Regions from separate parts of the Pan troglodytes genome. Here regions 2 and 3 are each linked to region 1. Evidence: chromatin contacts called from public HiChIP or PLAC-seq data. All regions are on one chromosome and are shown on one strand. Each heading gives the region's core, a stretch centred on a gene start, on an enhancer-like site or on the middle of the called end of the contact. The rest is flanking DNA. Distances are from core to core; before and after follow the strand shown.

What was found. HiChIP or PLAC-seq counts read pairs in DNA pulled down with a chosen protein or histone mark.
Region 2: an H3K4me3 HiChIP or PLAC-seq map of stem cell-derived excitatory neurons shows a contact between it and region 1, with 11 times the contacts expected there. The contact joins the promoter of FLVCR2 here to the promoter of TGFB3 in region 1. A contact is called at or near these places in 1 of 7 Hi-C or Micro-C datasets (stem cell-derived neural progenitor cells) and 1 of 1 datasets of contacts at active chromatin or transcription factors (stem cell-derived excitatory neurons).
Region 3: a contact with region 1 is called in an H3K4me3 HiChIP or PLAC-seq map of stem cell-derived excitatory neurons, with 7 times the contacts expected there. The contact joins the promoter of TTLL5 here to the promoter of TGFB3 in region 1. A contact is called at or near these places in 1 of 7 Hi-C or Micro-C datasets (stem cell-derived neural progenitor cells) and 1 of 1 datasets of contacts at active chromatin or transcription factors (stem cell-derived excitatory neurons).

Annotation. Positions count from the first base shown.
Region 1 is chr15:73,939,173-73,942,105 of NHGRI_mPanTro3-v2.0_pri, forward strand. It overlaps TGFB3 (transforming growth factor beta 3), which reads right to left and starts at 1,437. Exons shown (of 8, transcript XM_016926465.4): 1 at 1,219-1,437; 2 at 1-189.
Region 2 is chr15:73,529,541-73,532,473 of NHGRI_mPanTro3-v2.0_pri, forward strand. FLVCR2 (FLVCR heme transporter 2) reads left to right here and starts at 1,446. Exons shown (of 10, transcript XM_009428171.4): 1 at 1,446-2,604. The coding sequence starts at 1,918.
Region 3 is chr15:73,613,650-73,616,582 of NHGRI_mPanTro3-v2.0_pri, forward strand. TTLL5 (tubulin tyrosine ligase like 5) reads left to right here and starts at 1,377. Exons shown (of 34, transcript XM_063793745.1): 1 at 1,377-1,572. It overlaps ERG28 (ergosterol biosynthesis 28 homolog), which reads right to left and starts at 1,094. Exons shown (of 5, transcript XM_510078.6): 1 at 963-1,094.

The DNA of each region.
Region 1 (2,933 bases), core at 187-2,686:
GGGGCTTTCTAAATGACTTTGTTCACGCTGCCTCTCGTCTTCATTGGCTGGGGTGTGGGGTTATATGCATTGGAAGGCAGGGAGGCAGGCCTCTGAGCGCAGCAGCCCCAATCATCCACTCAGACGCCCAGGGTCACCAGCACCTCGGCTTGTCTTCTGCCTCGGCCATTGCTTCTGTCCCCTGCTTCTCTTTAAAAAATAAAAAGGAGAAAAAAATAAAATAAAATAGAAGCCAGTTCACGGCACGCCTGCTCCGGAAAGCTGTTATTCCTTCTCTCGCACGCCTCTTCCCCTGTCTCTGCCTCTCTCGCTCATTCCCTTGGACTTGACGCTCTGCTTCCCTCCCTTTCTCTCTCTCCCTCTCCCTCTCCCTCTCGCTCCTCTCCCTCTCTCTCACACACACACATGCACACACACTGCTTTCTCTATTTCTCTCTGCTGAAATTTTATACCTCCCTCCCATGACGTCTCTGGCCTGGGGTGGGGGAGGGAGGGACCAGCGCACGCAGCCTCTTTTGCTGCACGATGTTAATGTTTTAAACAGGCACAGGAAAAGCCGAGCCCATTTGAAAAATACTTTGCGAGTCCTCTCGTTCGACGTGGTAGCTGAACTTTTTTTCCCCTCTTGGAATCACTCCTGCTACACGTTGGCTGTTTTTCTGGAAAGTTACTCCGATGAGCCCCCTCCCTCCCTTTCCCCCAGCCCCGGCGCCCTCTCGCCAGCTGTCAGTCCGCGCCGTCCGCGGCCCGCGTCTACTCTCCCTCCTGGTCCCCCGGTCCCGGGGCCGCCTGCGGGCCAGGCCCAACCCGGGGCAGGGTCCGCAGAGGGCGCGGGACCCGGTAGGGGCGGCCATGCCAGCCTCGCAGAGGGGACTCCCGGCCTGCGAGCCGGGTCGGAGGGTCGGCGTCCGCTCCGCGGCGATCCTGGCCCGATTCTTCATTGACAAGATCGGAGTCGGGAGGCGGGCAGAAGCCTGGAGGCGCTCCAGGGGCAGTGAAAAATGGTGGCGTTTTCCGGAAGATCGAGGGTGCCCTCTGGCGAAGCGAGGCCGCCAGTGAAGGAGCTCGGCTGGTCGGGAGCCGGGGAGGCTCGGGGGCTGGGGGCTGCGGGGTGGGGGCTGAGGGGCGGGAGAAGGGGCTGCGGTAGAGAGCGAGAAAAACAAGACCCAGGCCCCGAGGAATCGCCTCCCTCCCGGCCCCACGTGCGCACGAGCGCACCTCTCCCTCCCCGACCGCTGCTCCGGAGCCGCTCTCGCAGAAATGTCATCCAGATGTTCAGCCTCCCTCCCCGCCGAGGGCTCCGCAGGGAGCTGCGCCAGCGAGCGCGAAGTCAGCAGTTGGCCCGAGCCCATTTCCCAGATGGGTGAGGGGAAGTCGGCTCTGTGCTTTCGCTCCTCTTCTCGGCCCGAACCTCTAGGCCTTTTCCCACGAGCAGCCAAGGGAGGGTAGGGCACGTGGCTCCCCGCACCCCGCAACACAGGGCTTGCCTCTGAACTGAACTTTCCTGAGAGCGAGTGCCGCTCCCACCCCATCTCACTCCAGCCTTCCTGGACCCTTTCTGAGAGGTCTGGCTTCCAGGCCACTAACTGAAGGGGCTGTTCTCTGTATCCCAGCACAGCGGTGGGTCACTTTACGGATGAGGAAACTGAGGCATAGAGTATTTTTTTTTTTTTTTTTACAGACCACACTGCTTGTGAGTGATGGAGGCGATATTTTACACAGGCTATCTAGCTTGGGTAGGCATTACTTTCATTTGCAAAACCAATGGGAAACCTAGGGGTAGAAACTTTAAAAGTAACTTGCCCAAGGTCACATAGTTATTAGGTGTCAGCTGTTGGGATTTGGACCCAGGACGTTGCCAGAGTCTGGACTTAATTACTATGCTATACTGCCTCTGAAATTTCAGAAAAAGTTTAATGTTTACTATATACCAGGCACTATTCTAGGCTCTGTGAAGAATATCAGTGAACGAAACAAAACTCCTGCCCTCAGGGAAATTTTATTTTAGAGGCAGGGGTGGGGCAGTGGAGGAGTCGATAAACTAAATAAATATGTAAATGATGTAGTGAGGTAAAAAGTGCTGGGCCAGGTGCAGTGGCTCACGCCTGTAATCCCAGCATTTGGGGAGGCCCATGCAGGAGGATTGCTTGAGCTCAGGAATTCGAGACCAGCCCCAGCAACACGGCGAAACCCAGTCTCTACAAAAAAATGGAAAAATTAGCCCGGCATGTTGGCGCAGGCATCTACTTGGGAGGCTGAGGCAGGAGAATCACTTGAGCCAGGGAGGCAGAGTTTACAGGGGGCCAAGATTGCACCACTGCACTCCAGCCTGGACGACAGAGCAAGACCGTGTCTCAAACAGACAAACAAACAAACAAATGTGGTGTGGCAGAAAATCAAGCAGGGAAGGAGGATGGGGTGTGCCTAGGTTGGGGGATGTTGCAGTTTCAAATAAGGTGATAAGGGAAGGCCTTTGAGCAGACAGTTGCAAGATAGGAAGGAAAATTATTAAAGTTATACTTTTTTGGACTCCACCTCTACCAAATCAGAGTCTCCAGAGTTGGGGCCCTGGCATCTCTGTTTCTTTACAAACCTCACACGTGATTCAGGTGCTAAGCAAGGTCTGGAAGCTACTACTGCAGGGTACCTCTCTGCCCAGAGTGAGGACCATTTGCCTTCTGTTTTCAGCAAGTTGGGGAAGAAGTGGGGGTGAAGGTCTGGAAACTGACTATAAGGTGATGGTCGTATGCTGTGAGCTTACAAGAAATGGAAAAATCCAAAGATTAATCCCTTCTTCCTCATCTGGTGCCGAAGAAGAAGGGACAAGGGATTCATTGGAGCCTATATTTCATCTGTCTTGGATTTTTGGCAATGAATGTTTCTTCAGATTAAAATCTAACGAAGTATTCTCACTGAGAAGCGAGTTAACAAAG
Region 2 (2,933 bases), core at 196-2,695, 410 kb before region 1:
AGTTTAACCAAGAAAAAATAAATAAATAAAGAAGCAGTGATGCCCAGTAGCTCTCAAAATTTAATGTGTAAACAAATGAATCTCCTGGGCATCTTGTTAAAATGCAGCTTTCAATTCAGTGGGTCTAGGTTGGGCCTGACAACCTTCTTGGTTGTTTTGTGGTTGTCGTTTTGTTTTTTAAGGCCTTAACACTGGAGGGGATTCTGGGCTTCTAAAAAGCTCCCACAGGTGCCCACGCTGCTAACCACAGACTGTGCTTGAATAGCTAGGCTACAGCTTGAATGATTACAGACTTGAGCGAGAATTATGGCTCTTCTTGCCAGCTGGGACCTTCAGAAAGAAGTTACTTCACTTCTTTGAGTCTGGGTTTTCTTGTGTATAAAATTTAGGCCAGCAATAGTAACTTTATCACAGAATTCTTGTGATGCATAAATGAGCTAATGCATTCAATTTGTTTAGCACTGTACAACAAATGTTAGCTTTTTGCTAGGATAGCCAGCATTCACGGAATGCTTACTATGTGGCAGGAATTTTCTAAGTGCATTCGTGTATTAATTCATTCAAGTCTCAGAACAACACGGTGAGGTAGGTACTATTATTTCATCATTTCCATTTTACAGATGAAGAAACTGAAGCGCAGAGAGGTGGAGTTCCTTGGTCTACAGTGACACCTCATTGTAGCTAAGCTGGTGTTTGAACTCAGGGAGAATTTGGGCTCCTTACCAGGATCCCTCGCCAAGGACAGGGTCAGTGCAACGAGTCGAGGGTTTGCCCTTTGAAATGGGCTAGGACCGGCAGGTGGCAGACTAGGGCTGCTTGAGTTCAAAGACCGCTTCCAAGACCAAGCCCGGAGCCAGCTCTGTGCTAAGCGTTCCATCACACAACCGCGGACAGCTTCTTCGGCTTCTTCAAACTCTCCTTTTCCTCCCCCGCACCCTAGGGTCTTCGCCCAGAATCCATCAGGAAAAATAGCCCCACATAACAGGTTCAAATCTAACCTCCCCAAGACAAAACCACGTCCGCAGGGAAAGAAGCGAGTAAAGAGAGTTTTCGGTAACTCCCCTTTAACCCAGGAGCGCAACCAGCCCGGGAAATCTACAAATCTCTCTTTAGTTCAGCCAAGGGCTGGGAGCCTAAGCCAAGGGGGAGAAAGTTGGGGAATCCCTCTTGAATTCCCCAGGACACTTAGGTGGCGCCGGGCTTTGGTGCACGCGCGCAGGGCATGCGGACGGGCACCAGAGACGCTCTATTTTGGGGATTACTTCGGGCAGGCGGATCTTCTTGCAGGGTCCGCTGATAGCGGGTGGCAAATGAATATGAGGGGCAGTGCAAAGGGTGGGGGTTAACCGGGCGGTTTCCATGGCGCCCGGGGCGTGGGGGAGGAATGCATCCCGCAAGCTGTGGCGAAACAACTGCTCTGCCCGGAGGACCGGGCTCGAGAAGGCAAGAGACACTGGGTCGGGGGTGGAGTGGTGGCGGGGGGGGTTGGGGGCGGAGGAAGCCAGGCAGGACGGGGGCGGGGCGGTCACGTGTGCCCGACTGGGCGAGGCCCCAAGCTGGCCCCGGAGAGGACTCGGCGGGCGAAGTGGCTGCGCAAGGAGAGAACTTTTCCTGCACAAGGAACGCCTCGTGGGGAGACCCAAGGCAGGAGCGGTCCGGAGCCGGCTGCGGCGTGTGCGGCCGGCCTTGGGACAGCGATCGCCGCGGGTGGCAACAGAGAGCCCCAAGCAAAAGTGGGAGCAGGAGCTTGGAGGTGAGCACAGGAAGCCCCACTTGAGGCTTTTACGCAGCCTCGAGTCTCTGTTTCTTCTGGAATAGGCAAGTGTCCTTTCAACTCTAAGAGACCAGCGGAGGGCACTGTCCCTTGACTGCTGGAGTCCTCACCACTTCTCCAGGATTCCAGAGGAGACTGTGGCGATGGTGAATGAAGGTCCCAACCAGGAAGAGAGCGATGACACCCCTGCGCCGGAGTCCGCACTCCAAGCGGACCCCAGCGTCTCGGTCCATCCCAGCGTCTCGGTCCATCCCAGCGTCTCCATCAACCCCAGCGTCTCCATCAACCCCAGCGTCTCTGTCCACCCCAGCAGTTCGGCCCACCCCAGTGCCTTAGCCCAACCCAGTGGCTTGGCTCACCCCAGTAGCTCGGGCCCCGAGGACCTCAGCGTGATCAAGGTGAGCAGGCGCCGTTGGGCCGTGGTCCTGGTGTTTAGCTGCTACTCCATGTGCAACTCCTTTCAGTGGATCCAGTACGGCTCCATCAATAACATCTTCATGCACTTCTACGGTGTCAGTGCCTTTGCCATTGACTGGCTGTCCATGTGCTACATGCTGACTTACATCCCTCTGCTCCTGCCGGTGGCTTGGCTGCTGGAGAAGTTCGGCCTGCGCACCATTGCTCTCACTGGCTCGGCTCTCAACTGCCTGGGGGCCTGGGTGAAGCTGGGCAGCCTGAAGCCGCATCTCTTTCCGGTCACCGTAGTGGGCCAGCTCATCTGCTCTGTGGCCCAGGTTTTCATCCTGGGCATGCCCTCCCGCATCGCTTCCGTCTGGTTCGGGGCTAATGAGGTTTCAACAGCCTGCTCCGTGGCTGTCTTTGGCAATCAGGTAGGTAGAACAGTTTGTGAATGTTCCCAGGGGCGTGTGTTAGATTGCACCTAAACTATTGGGTGTGGTAGGCTATAATTTGCTGATTGTCCAACAGTGTTTTTGACTCTGGGTGACAGTGACTGGGTGTGACAGGCAGTGATTGTGATGCTGTAAGAGAGGCGGGAAACAAAAGCAGGGGCACCTGCTCTTTCATCCACAGTTGCTCTTGCCCCAGCCAAAAGCATGCTTCTAGAACATACTATACCTTCGCTGTGTCGTTCTCGAACCTGTGTCAGTCCACCAACTTAGACCTGTAACTTCAGGAATGCTCTTCTGTCTGGCAGCAG
Region 3 (2,933 bases), core at 127-2,626, 330 kb before region 1:
GATATTAAAGTCAGCAATGGCCCAAGACAGTGTGAAACACCGCCGCCCCCCCCCCCCCCCCCCGTCAACTCCCCGCCCCAAACAAGCAATAAAGAGATCTAGAGAAGGAAGGGTGAATTGATGAGCCCTTCAGGGAGAGCTGGATCACAAAGGTGGTCTCTGTCGAAGATCAGAGAGACTGAGGGTCTACTGGACATCACAGGCCATTATCATTTGGGCCAAGATCCACCCATTCTCTTTATTTTCTCACCCTCTCTCAAGAGGAGACTCCTCCGGGGTTTAGAAAAGCTGCATGGATGCACCTCTCCACTTTTCTGCACAAGTATGCCTTCCATTTCACAGAAGTGTTATCTGTTAGAAATCCCAACAGATAGCTGATGAGGACAGAGCCTGAGCACTTCTGAGTTGCTCTGCCAATTTCTCAACCTAATTTCCCTAAAGCTTAAGGGCCTCTTAGAGTGTATACAACATCTATTTCCAAATTTTGTCCTGGCCCTGGCCCAGCCCAGCCCAGCCCAGCCCAGCATAGGTGTGCTGTTAAAACTTAATCAGGAGAGAGGGATTCTTATCCTGGCCCTACCACTTTAGTAGCTGTGTGACCCTGGGTAAGTCATTTACACTTCTCAGTCTCGGTTTCCTCATCTGCAAAATGGAGATAGAAATATCAACCCGAAGGGCTATTGTAAGAATTATATGACAAAAAGTGAAGGCTCTTTGTACAGTGCTAGGCTCATAGTGGCTGCTCATTCGCTCATCCATTCCTTCGTTCCTTGAATTCACCAAGCCTTCTCCATCTTCCTAGCTCCCCCTTGTCATCGCCTCTCGAAACCTTTTCCCCCCAAAAGGTTGCCTTCCAGTTATCTTCCTTCCATCCCACCTCCATTTTTCCAGACTCTCCGGATCCTCTCAATCAGAAGCAACACAGACACCTACATCCCTCTTCTCCCCCATATTCTCCTTACCTGGCGACCTGGCCCCCAGCACAGCAGTGGCAGCAGCAGCCGCTGCCGCAAACAAGCTCCCCCAGGACAGCTCCAGCCGGGAGTCCACCTGAGCCATTTGTCCCCGCCCCCTCCCTCAGCCCTGCTCCAGGATTGGGCCGTTTCCGTCAGTACTCTCTCTCATTGGCTGTCCCGGTTTCGCCCGAGCAGGAGATGGGGAGTGAACCCCTTTACTGCCAATCAGCGGTTGCCGCTGCCTAAGCCTCTCCCCAGGTACGCCGCTCACGCCGTAAGCCCTCCTGTTGGACCTAGCGGAACTCCGGGTTTGGAGTCAACCTCTTAGGGGCGGAGAAAAAAACAGCGGGAAAAAAAAAAAAGAAGACTCCCTTCAGCGGAGGGCAGGGCTCTGCGCCCGCGCTGCGCGGCGGTGACGACATTCGCCCGCGTCCGCAGCTGAGCGTTATGAGCGCCTGCGCAGTGGCTCCGAGCGGGCGGTTGCTTGTTGGTTGTTGTAGTAACCGGGGAAGCAGCCGTCGGCGGCTGCCCTGAGCCTTGCTGGGGAAGGAGGAGGGAGGTAGGCGCAGAGCGCGGTCCACGCCTGCTCGCCCCGAACCATGGGAAGATGAGACAGGTAAACGCCTGCGCCCGCGCGCTTCCCTACCCTAGGGAGGAGCATTCCCGGGTCCGGGCTGGCGCCTGCAGCAGCACTTCCCGCTCAGAGCCCGGGAGTAGCTGTTGGCTTCCGGGCGCGCCGCGTTGAATCGCGGCTGCGGGGTCGTCCCGTCCTTCCCGGGGGGGAGCATCTGCGGACCTACGTGGGATTGGGGTGAGCTGGGGGTGGGGCTGAGAAGCAGGTTCCTTTAGGGCGAGGAGTCTCCTTAGGTGAGTATCTCTACTCTTCTTCCGATAGACCTGTTTCTCCCCGCTCTGCAGGCAGCCTAGGAAAGGTTGGCATCCCTTCCCGTTTGGAGGTTTTGTTTGTTTAAACTTAAAGGGCTTCCCAGCATTTTGGGAAAGATCAAGAAATCCCGTTGAGAATCCCCTGAAGAAAGCCATTGAAGTTGTTAGACATTGCCCATTGCGCCGAAGATCTTTAATCATTATCGGGGTCTGTTTTTTTTTGGTCTTATTTACAGTCTCATCGTATTTATGAATGCATGGAAAAGTTAAGAAGGATTGACAGCAAGTAATTATCGCTGAGTAATTTGGGATTATGGTCATTTAAACATGTTTCTTTTATTTGTAGTTCCTATTTCTTCTTCTGACACACACAACGAACATGTACTTTTTTACTTTGGAAAAAATATTTTAAGTTAGAAATGCAGTGTTGGAAATTTCCTAATTTTATCGTCTATTTGAGAGTCGTACCAAAGTTTGTGATTTTTAGGAAGAATAATTTTTAAGAGTGGAAGGGCATTCCTCCCCTCCCCCACCTATTTATATGGCCCTTTGATTCAAGAGAATATATTCATCTTTCGGTTCATTGTTGAATTTATTTTACTGGAAACATGATGGCATCTTGTCAGCGTGCTTGTCATAGAGTCTAAATAAATGTTTGCAGGGGTTTTTTGTTTTTTTTTTTTTGAGACGGAGTTCACTCTTGTTGCCCAGGCTGGAGTGCAATGGCGCGATCTTGGCTCACCGCAACCTCCGCCTCCCGGGTTCAAGCGATTCTCCTCCCTCAGCCTCCCGAGTAGCTGGGATTACAGGCATGAGCCAGCACACCCGGCTAATTTTTTGTATTTTTTTTTTTTTTTTTTAGTAAAGACGGGGTTTCTCCATGTTAGTCAGGCTGGTCTCGAACTCCCGACCTCAGGTGATCCGCCCGCCTTGGCCTCCCAAAGTACTGGGATTACGGGCGTGAGCCACCCTGCCCGGCCTGCAAGGGTCTTAAACCTTGAGTTTTTATTTATTTATTTTTAACCCAGGCCAGGTTTGTCTAGCAAGGAATATATGTTTTAGGGAATCAGTCACCTGCCTCAAACTGAGTGA